Linked DNA regions of Bos taurus: region 1 is linked to region 2. The links are chromatin contacts, called in public Hi-C maps. All regions are on one chromosome and are shown on one strand. The core of a region is the stretch at or near the end of the contact, and the rest is flanking DNA. Distances in the headings are between cores, read along the strand shown.

What was found. A called contact is a pair of places that touch in the nucleus more often than the background predicts.
Region 1: a Hi-C map of liver shows a contact between it and region 2, with 1.6 times the contacts expected there. The contact joins two enhancer-like sites. A contact is called at or near these places in 2 of 11 Hi-C or Micro-C datasets (liver and skeletal muscle).

The regions. Positions count from the first base shown.
Region 1 is chr14:76,512,125-76,517,494 of ARS-UCD2.0, reverse strand. No RefSeq gene overlaps it. Among named protein-coding and RNA genes, the nearest start is that of ATP6V0D2, 71 kb to the left of the region's middle. Within about 2 kb of position 1,679, at least 1 of the 102 cell types and tissues checked has an H3K27ac peak or open chromatin away from gene starts, as enhancers often do. A contact at or near this core is called in liver, where this site is marked.
Region 2 is chr14:76,455,961-76,461,528 of ARS-UCD2.0, reverse strand. All of the region lies in intron 2 of LOC112449549 (a long non-coding RNA gene), which reads right to left. Among named protein-coding and RNA genes, the nearest start is that of WWP1, 120 kb to the right of the region's middle. Within about 2 kb of position 4,083, at least 10 of the 102 cell types and tissues checked have an H3K27ac peak or open chromatin away from gene starts, as enhancers often do. A contact at or near this core is called in liver, where this site is marked.

The DNA.
Region 1 (5,370 bases), core at 430-2,929, 58 kb before region 2:
GTTTCTGTTCTGTAAATAGTAATAAGTTGATATGCAACATGTTTCATATGATAAGCGATATCATATGGTATTTGCCTTTCTCTGTCTGACTTACTTCACTTAGTACAATAATCTTTAGATCCAACAGGGTTGCTGCAAATGGCATTATTTCATGTCCATGACCGAGTAATATTCCATTGTATATACATAGACCATATCGTCTTTATCTATTCCTGCGTTGATGGACATTTAAGTTGCTCCCATGCCTTAGCTGTTGTCAATAGCACTGTAATGAACTCTGGGGTACATGTATCTTTTTGAATTATAGTTTTCTCTGATATATGCCAAGACGTATGATTTGGGGATCATATGGTGGTTCTATTTTTCATTTTTTAAGGAACCTTCATACCATTCTTCATAGCAGCTGTATCAGTTTACATTCCTACCAACAATGCAGGAGAGTTCCTTTTTCTCCACACCCTCTCCAGAATTTGTTATCTGTAGACTTTTTAATGAAGGCCATTCTGATCGGAGTGAGGTGATACTTCCATGTAATTTTGATTTGCATTTCTCTGATAATTAGCAACATTGAGCACCTTTTCGTGTGCTTTTTGGCCATTTGTATGTCTTCTTTGAAGAAATATCTATTTGAATCTTCTGCCCATTTTTTGATTGTATTGTTTTTTTATATTAAGCAGTATGAGCTATTTGTATATTTTGGAGACTAATCTCATGTCAGTAGCATCATTTGAAAATATTTTCTCCCAGCCCTTAGGTTTTCTTTTTGATTTGTTGATGGTTTCCTTTGTTGTGCAAAAGCTTTAAGTTTAATTAGGTCAATTGTTTATTTTTGCTTTTATTTCCATTACTGTAGGACATGGATCCAAGAAAATATTGTCATGATTTATGTCAGAAAGTATTCTATTTTTTTCTCCAGGAGTTTTGTAGTATTCTGTCTTACAAGTAAGTCTTTAATCCATTTTTACTTTATTTTTGTACTTGGTGTTAGACAATATTTTAATTTAATTCTTTTATATGTAGCTGTCCTACCCAGTACCACTTACTAAAGGAATTGTCTTTTCTCCACCATATATTCTTGCCTCCTTTGTCATAGATTAGTTAACTGGAAGTGTATGGGTGTATTTCTGGGCACTCTACTCTTTTCCTTTGATCCAGGTATCTGTTTTTGTATCATTACCATACCATTTTGATTACTGTATCCTTGTACTATAGTCTGAAGTCAGGGAGCATGATTTCTCCAGCTCCATTCTTTTTCTCTCAAGATTGTTTTGGCTATTCATGGTCTTTTGCATTCCATAACAAGCTTTAAAATCATTTGTTCTAGTTCTGTGAAAAGTGTCATTGGCATTTTTTTAAGAACAATCCTTTTTTTTTTTAAAGAAATCTGTAAATTGACAAAGGAACCCACCAAAATGTAGTGCTATGATTTTTGGAGCATTGGCAAAGTTTTCTGGAGGAGGCCACGTTCAGGCTGAGTCTTACACAACAGATCAGCATTGGAGAGAGAATCCAGGCAGAGAAGGCCCTGCGTGGAGATGCAGAGCAGAACATGTGTATGTGCGTGGGATGGCACGGATGGTTTGTGGGAAGCTGGAGGGAATGGTTGACACCAGGTGACAAGGGCTGTTACAGACTCTGCCAAGCAGTGTGGCCTTCACCCTGTGGCCACTGAAAGGCCAGCTAGTGTTTTTACATCAGTGGACACATGCTCAGATCTGTTCATAGGACTGGCACAGTACACAGTGCAGGAGAGACCAGTGCAAAGATGCTGGCCGTGAGCCAGTTGCAGTGAGTTGGGAAGGAGATGGGAGCGCGTCAGTGATTGGAGAAGTGGCAGTTGGCTTGGAGAAGTGGGCACAGAGGCCCGAGATCTTTAGGAGGCAGAATCTGCAGGGTCTCACAGCCACTGATTATGGGGAGTGTGAAGGCAGTCAGGGACCACAGGGATGCTTAGCTTGGGAAAGCTGAATGGAAGGAAACACTGCTGTTCTGCTCACAGATTTCAGAAGGGGCAAGAGGGAGTGATGTCAGCAGGAGGTACATTAAGGCTGAGAGACCCACAGGACAATGAGGAGCAAGGAACCAGCGGACGGCTCATCTCTTCTGTTCCCCATGGTCCTGGAATCCATTCACCTGTTCCAAGGCAAAACTTGTTCTAGAGCCCCTTGGATTAAGATCCACTGGATCTTAATACCTGGACCTTCGACCAGGGCCGCTGCCTCCTGCTCATACCCATCCTGAAAAAGGGTTCTTTTCCCAGGCTTTTTGGACCACCTCACTTTTGAGGTTTTGTGGCTTTTTCCAACTCTGTTAGTTCAGGAACTGCCTTTCAGATTACCTAGCACCCACCTCAGCTCCGCTGACTTCCCTTCTCAGGAAGGGAAAGTTGTATGAAAGCTAATACAACCTTCAGTTCAGGGTATTACTTTACAAGTGTAAACAATAATTTATGTCCAGAAAGAGTGGCCTAAAGTCCATATCACCTACCATGTCCAAATCCGCCTTCTCTTGCCTCACCTTTCATTCATTTGTCCTACAAATTCTTTTCCCCTTTGCTTCCTGCCCCAGGGTCTCACTGGCACCCCCTGGTTCTTAGAGGCACTATGAACTGCTAGTCTGACAGGCACAGAGTCGTGAATGCTCCTGAATGCCATTCTACCTTCCTTTTCCCCTTCCTGGAATTCACATTGAGGTCATCTCCACACTGAAACCTTCATTAGCACCCCAGGGTCTATGTCAGAATCCAAACTCTTCCATCTCTAAGACCTGAACCCAACAGTCAGATACATCTACACTATTGTGTCTTTCCCATCCTCCTCTGAGCTGGTCTGCAAACCAGACCAGCCACCTCTGTTCTTTGTGTGTTCTTTTATACTATTTCCTTGACTTGAACACTGTGAAGGTTCTTTTTTTTTTTAACCTTTAAATGTCTTAGCCATCCATCCAGGTCTATCTCAATTATCACCTCCTTTGAGAAACCATTCTTTTACTTTTTTGGTGAAGTTTTATGATAGTCCAGTCTACTTACTTTTTATCCTCTCCTTCTGTGTTCTTTTTTTAAACTTTTTATTTTTCATTGGAGTATAGCCCATTGACAATGTTATGATTGTTTCAGGTGGAGAGCAAAGGAACTCAGCCACATGTATGCATGTATCCATTCTTCTCCAAACTCTCCTCCCACCAGGCTGCCACATAACATTGAGCAGAGTTCCCTGTGCTATACAGCAAGTCCTGGTCAATTTGAAATGTCCATTTGAAATTTAGCAGTGTGTTCATGTCCATCCTAAACTCTCTGACATCATTTCCCTCCATTCCTCTCTCTCAGAAACCATAAATTCATTTTCTAAGTCTGTGAGTCTCTTTCTGTTCTGTAAATAAGTTCATTTTTATCATTTCCTTTTAGATTCTGCATATAATGGATGTTATACAATATTGCTCCTTCTCTGTCTGACTTATTTCACTCAGTATGACCATCTCTAGGTCCATCTGTGTTGGTGCAAATGGCATTTTCCATTCTTTTTAATGGATGAATAATATCCCATTGTATTTATGTACCACATCTTCTTTATCCATTCATCTGTCAATGGATAATTAGGTTGCTTCCATGTCTTGGCTATTATAAATGGTAAGAACATTATGGTGCCGATATCCTTTTGGATCATGTTTTTCTCTAGATATGTCCAGAGTGAGATTGCAGGGTCACATAGTAGCTCTACTGTTAGTTTTCTAAGGAACCTGCATATTGTTCTCCATAGTGACTGTACCGATTGACATTCCCACAGTGTAGGACAGTTCCCTTCTCTCCACATTTTCTCCAGCACTTATTGTTGGTGGAGTTTCTGATGATAGCCATTCTGACTGATGTGAGGTGATATTTCATTGTCGTTTTGATTTGCATTTCTCTAATAATTACTGATGTTGAATGTAGTTTCACGTGCCTCTTAGGCATCTGTATGTCTTCTTTGGAGAAATGGCTATTTAGGTCTTCTGCCCATTTTTTGATTGTTTTGTTTGCTTTGCTGATGTTAAGCCTCAAGAGCTGTTTGTCTCTTTTGGAGACTAATCCCTTTTTAGGACTTCCCTGATAGCTCAGTTGGTAAAGAATTTGCCTGCAGTGCGGGAGACCTAGGTTTGATACCTGGGTTGGGAAGATCCTCTGGAGAAGGGATAGGCTACCCACTCTGGTATTCTTGGGCTTCCCTTGTGGCTCAGCTGGTAAAGAAGCAGCCTGGGCAATGCAGGAGACCTGGGTTTGAACCTGGGCTGGGAAGATCCCCTGGAGAAGGGAAAGGCTGCCCACTCCAGTGTTCTGGCCTGAGAATTTCATGGACGGTATAGTCCATGGGGTTGCAGAATCAGACATGACTGAGTGACTGTCACTAATCCCTTATCAATCATAATTGCAAATATTCTTTCCCAACTGGTGGGTTGTTTTTTCATTTTGTTTATTATTTCCTTTGCTGTGCAAAAGCTTTTGAATTTAAGTAGGTCTCATTTGTTTGTTTTTATTTCCATTATTCTGGGAGATGGGTCAGAAAGGATATTGCTGAATTTATGTCAGAGAGTGTTCTGCCTATGTTTTCCTCTAGGAGTTTTATCGTGTCCAGTCTCCCATATAGGTCTTTAATCCATTCTGAGCTTGTTTTTGTGTATGATGTTAAAGAATGATCTAATTTCACTTTTTTCCCATGTATATCTGTCCTGTTTTCCAGCACCATTTGCTGAAGAGACTGTCTTTCCAACATTATGTAGCCTTTCCTACTTTGTCAGACATTAATTGACCATAGGTGCATGGGGTTATTTCTGGGCTTTCTATTTTGTTCCATTGGTCTCTGTTTCTCTTTTTGTGCCAGTACCACACTGTTTTGATTATTGTAGCTTTGTAGTATAGTCTGAGGTCAGGGAACCTGATTCTTCCAGTTCCATTTGTCTTTCTCAAGATTGTTTTGCCTATTTGGGATCTTCTGTGTCTCCACACAAGTTTTAATGTTTTTTGTTCCAGTTCTTCATTGAATCTGCAGGTTGCCTTCAGTAGTATAGTCATTTTTGATAATATTGATTTTTCTAATCCATGAACACTATGATCTTTCCATTGTTTGTATCTTCTTCAATTTCTTTCATTGGGGTCTTATAGTTCTCAAAGTGCAGGTCTTTTGTCTCCTTAAGTAAATTTATCCCTAGGTATTTTATTCTTTTTGATGCAGTGGTAAATGGAATTGTTTCTTGAATTTCTCTATCTGATCTTTCACTGTTTGTGTATAGAAATGCAACAGATTTCTATATATTAATTTTGTAATCTACAACTTTACCAAATTCATTGATGAGTTCTAGTAGTTTTCTGGTAGCAGGGAGTGGGGGTTTAAAAACTAA
Region 2 (5,568 bases), core at 2,834-5,333:
GGCATCTGGAAAAGGCAACATTACTGAGACAGTAAAAAGATAAGTGGCTTCCAAGGATTTGGAAGGAGGGAAGGATGGATGAACAGGTGTTGCAGAGGTTAACTCGGGGGCAGTGAAGCAATTTGTATGGTACCATAGTGGTGGATACATTTGTGAAAACTCATAGGATATACAACATAGTGCGAACTTTAATGTAATACTGGGTCATCAAGTGTATCTCTAGCACTAGATCCAGCGATTGTTGGATCACATGGTAAGCCAACTTTTAGTATTATTTAACATATTTAACAAGATGTTGATAATAGGGTAAACTGAATAAGGGTAGAGGAGAATGATGGGAGGAGGAGTAGGTGGGAAGTTTCTGTACTTTCTGCTAAATTTTTCTGTAAACCTAAAACTGCTCTCAAAAAATTAAGCCCACTAATTTTTTTCAAAAGGTACAGCAAGTTTGCTGGATATAATATCAATCTGCAAAAATCAATTGTATTTTGATATATGAGCAAAATTAAGAATAAAATTTCACTCACAATAGCACCAATATGAATGAAATACTTAAGAATATATTTAACAAGAAAAGTACAAAGCATACACTGAAAATCATAAAACTTTGCTGAGGCCAATTTTAAAAAGTGTTCGTCACTCAATCATGTCCGACTCTTTGCAGCTTGCCAGGCTCCTCTGTCCAAGAGGCAAGAATACTGGAGTGGATAGTCATTCCCTTCTCAAGGGGATCTTTCCAACCCAGGAATGGAATCCGGGTCTCCTGCATTGCAGGCAGATTCTTCACCATTTGAGTTACCAGGGAAGCCCCAGACCTCAATAAATAGGCATTCTGTGATTATGGATTAGAACACTCAATATTGTTAAGATGACAATTCTCTCCCAAATAGATTCAACACATTCCTATCAAAAAACTTCTTACAGAAACTGACAAATTCTAAAATTTATATGAAAATACAAAACACCTAACAGCCAAAATAATTTTGAAAAGGACAAAAAGTTAAAGAACTCTTATTTTCTAATTTCAAAACTAACTGTAAAAGCTAAAACAATCAGACAACCTAGTAATGGCATATGTGTGTGTGTGTTAGTCTCAGTCGTGTCTGACTCTGTGACTCCATGGACTGTAGCCTGCCAGGCTCCTCTGTCCATGGGATTCTCCAGGCAAGAATACTGGGGTGGGTTGCCATTCTCTTCTGCAGGGGATCTTCCCAATCTAGGGCTTGAACCAGAGTCTCCTGTGTTGTGGGCAGATTCTTTACCATCTGAGCCAATAGAGAAGCCTGGTATTGGCATATAGACATGCAAATATAATTGACCCTTGAACAACACAGATTTGAACTGTGAGGGTCCACATGTAGGCAGATTTTTTTTAAACAGTAAGTACTATAATACAGCACTACATGATCTGCAGTTGGTTGAATCCACAGACGCAGTTATGTGAAACCTCAGCTATGGAGGGCAGACTAAATTTATGTGGATTTTTAAATGTGAGAAGAGCCAGTGCCCCTAATCTCTGAGTTGTGTAAGGTCAACTGTATGTAGATTAATGAAACAGAATTGAGAGCCCAGAAATAAAGCCTTATATTTCAGCCAACTGATTTGTTTTACAAAATTCCAAAGCAATTCATTGGGAGGAAAGGGTAATCTGTTCAATAAATGGAACTGGGATTAGATCCATTAGATGCATATACAAAAAAGATCAATTTTGGACTTCGTCTTAGAACATACACAAAATTAACTCAAAAGGGATTATATACTTGAATGTAGGAGTTAAAACAATAAAACTTTTAGAAGAATATGTAAAAGAAAAGCTCAAGACCTTGTATTAGGGAAAGACCAAAAGCATAATCCATAAAATTAAAAAAATTGTTAAATTGAACCTCATCAAAATTTAAAACTTTTGGACTTCAAAAGTCACAATTAAGAAAATGAGAAGGTAAGCAAAAGACGAGAAGCAAACATTTTCAAAACACATGCCCAATAAAGGACTTATACCCAGAACCTGTGAAGAATGCTGACAACTCAATAAGATGAGCCATCAAAAATGTTTAAACATGTTAACATACATTTATGAAAGAAGATGCATGAATGGCTGATGTAAAATGTTACACGGAAAGATGCTCAAAAATATCATCCATTGTTGCTGTGTTCAGTCACTCAGTCTTTGCGACTCCATGGACTGCAGCACTTGAGGCTTCCCTGTCCTTCACCATCCCCTGGAATTTATTCAAACTTATATCCATTGAGTCAGTGATTCGACCCAACCGTCTCATTCTCTGTCATCCCCTTCTCCACCTGCCTTCAATCTTTCCCAGCATCAGGGTCTTTTCCAATGAGTCAGCTCCTTGCATCAGGTGGCCAAATTATTGGAGCTTCAGCTTCAGCATCAGTTCTTCCAATGAATATTCAGTCCTTCCAATGAATATTCCTTTAGGATGGACTGGTTGGATCTCCTTGCAGTCCAAGGGACTCTCAACAGTCTTCTCCAACATCACAGTTCAACATTGTCCATTAAGGAAATGCAAATTTAAATCACAATGAAATGTCATTTCACACCCACGAGAATGGCTCTAATAAATCAGACCGACATTAGCAAGTGGTAGCAAGATGTGGACAAATAAGAACCCTCTGATGTTATCAGTTACAGGGTAAGGTAGTTCAGGCATGTTGAAAAAGAGAGCTTCCACGTGAAGAAGCCAGAATGCTTCCACATACGTCTGTGTCTCAAGCTCCAAAAGGACAGAAGTTTCTTTGTTTGGTACCCCACCTATGTGTCTCTTCACCAGGTTGCTGACTCATATGTAATAAACTGGTCACCTCGTGAGTAAATGAATTTTCCTGAGTTCTGTGAGCTGTCTAGCAAATTAACCGAACCCAAAGAGAAGGCTGTGGACATGAATTGGAGCAAACTGCAGGAGACACTGAAGGACAGGGAAGCCTGGCATGCTGCTATTCATGGGGTCGCAAAAAGTTGGACACAGCTGAGCAACCGAACAACAAGAAAGGACAGGGTTGTATAAACCTCTTGTTTGCAGCCAGTTAGTCACAAATACAGGTAAAACCTGGGTTAGCAACTGGCATCTGAAATGGAGAGCAGTCTCCTGGGACTGAATCTTTACCTTGAACTTTGATTCTATCTCCAGGTATGTAGTGTCCTAATTGAACTGCATTTACAGACACCAGAACTGCATGTGCCAAGTATGGTTCCTCCCCTGATTGAAAACTGAGTGTCTCAACACCGACTCTGAGGGAAAGTGGGGATGTTAGTGTGACGTACTAGGGGAGCAAGAGACACACACATCCACCAAAGACGCCTGTGGAGTGCAGAAGGGGTCTGCGGGGTCCTTTGGGCCCCATTTGTGGCATGAACAGTAACTGGGGGAAAGCGTGTTTCCCCTTTGCGGATGGTCCTACAACTGGGACAAACAGAGACACAACCACCAGGTCCTTTGTGGGCCATCCTCCAAACAGAAGGGCTAGAGTGGGGTCAGGGACCACCAGTGTGATGAAGCAGAGTAGATGCCAAGATACGGCCACATTCTGTCCAGGTTGCCATTTGAGAAAGCATCATACTTCCCTGTTGCCGAGAGTCTAATAGTATAAATTACATGGAAGGCAAGGACCCAGTGCAGGACTTAATAAATCAAGACCCGCATGAGGTCAGGCCCCTCCTGCATAACCCACGGTGGCAGTTGCATAAGCCCCTAAAAGTTTAAAAGGGGCTTAAAATTTAAAATTTCAACCCAGGAGAAAGGAAAAGATGGAACAGGGGGCAACACGGTGAATGTAATCAAGCTTCAAAACTTAAGGACTGAAAACAACAGAATTTATTCTTAACTTAGACATGACTAAGTTTTCTGCCTTGGGCAAAATAAGAACTTTGAGGCAAAAATCAAAGTGAATTATACAGAAGAGAAAGGAAACGGCATTAGAAAAGCTTCTAGAGCAAGAACCTACCCTCCACTGAGCTCCCCAGATTTGAACTTCTAGAGGAGGCGGCAGGAAAGGCTGACCCGCAGTTGGCGCGAGGATGCGCGCGCAGCCCTGGGACCGGCACGGCCTCCGCACACGCCAAGGGCTGCAGCCGTGGCAAGGGTGAGCTGCCATGGGAGCGCGTCAGTGCTTGCAAGGAGGCCTAACGAGGAGGCCTGGGAACTCATTATTTACTTGTTTTAATAATTTACAGACCAGGAACAAAGGTTTACTTCTACAAACAGTGATTTTTCAACTGAGAGAGCTTTCAGCAGTCTTGCCCCTGAACTTTGGATTCTGGTTAAATTACTGTCTGTTCAGATTTTTTTCAGACTCATATGGACAGAGAAATCGTGTTTCAATACATTATTTTACCTTTCTTGAATTTGGTAAAAACTGGAAAAGATGTTCTGTTTTGTTTCTCTCGTTTGTAAGCTAAGTGGCCCTTCTTGTCTAAGGAGATGGCTTAAGCTTACTTTCCGTATGTCTTACTCAACATTAGGCTGTTTTTAATTTTTATCCTGTTCAGTTTAAAACACTTCAGTTCGGTTCAGTTGCTCAGTCTTTTCCGACTCTTTGCGACCCCATGAATCGCAGCACACCAGGCCTCCCAGTCCATCACCAACTCCCGATGAAGATCTTTTTTGTACAGTTCTTCTGTGTATTCTTGCCACCTCTTCTTAATATCTTCTGCTTCTGTTAGGTCCATACCATTTCTGTCCTTTATCAAGACCATCTTTGCATGAAATGTTCCCTTGGTATCTCTAATTTTCTTGAAGAGATCCCTAGTCTTTCCCATTCTGTCGTTTTCCTCTATTTCTTTGCATTGATCGCTGAGGAAGGCTTTCTTATCTCTCCTTGCTATTCTTTGGAACTCTGCATTCATATGTTTATATCTTTCCTTTTCTCCTTTGCTTTTTGCTTCTCTTCTTTTCACAGCTATTTGTAAGTCCTCCCCAGACAGCCATTTTACTTTTTTGCATTTCTTTTCCATAGGGATGGTCTTGATTCCTGTCTCCCGTACAATGTCACGAACCTCCATCAGGCACTCTGTCTATCAGATCTAGGCCCTTAAATCTATTTCTCACTTCCACTGTATAATCATAAGGGATTTGACTAACAACATACCAAATTATATTATTTAATCCTATCTTAGACACTGACTGAGCTATATTTTGCAAGTTAGTATAATATTAAAACACACAGTGTTTTTATACATGTGAGTAGAAAAATATTGGTAAATAATCAAATATGATTATGGATTTGTGATCTCATATTTCAAAATGATCAAAAATCATTTGATCATTTTGGCTTGGATCATAAGTCTCCAACTGTGACAAAATGGCATGTACTTCAAACAAGGATTGTATTTTTATAGAAAAAAAAATGGAGGGAAATTATTTGAAACTGAAAATCTCAAAAACTTTTCCATTGCTGATTATGTTGTATAACATGTTAACATGCTGGCAAATTCCCCACAAAATGCATAAGGACAAAATGTCTACCACAAAGGTACATAAATACTTAGAAAAATGTCTATATTCTTTTTTTTTTTTTTAGATTTATTTTTACTTGTTTTTAGCTGTGCTGGGT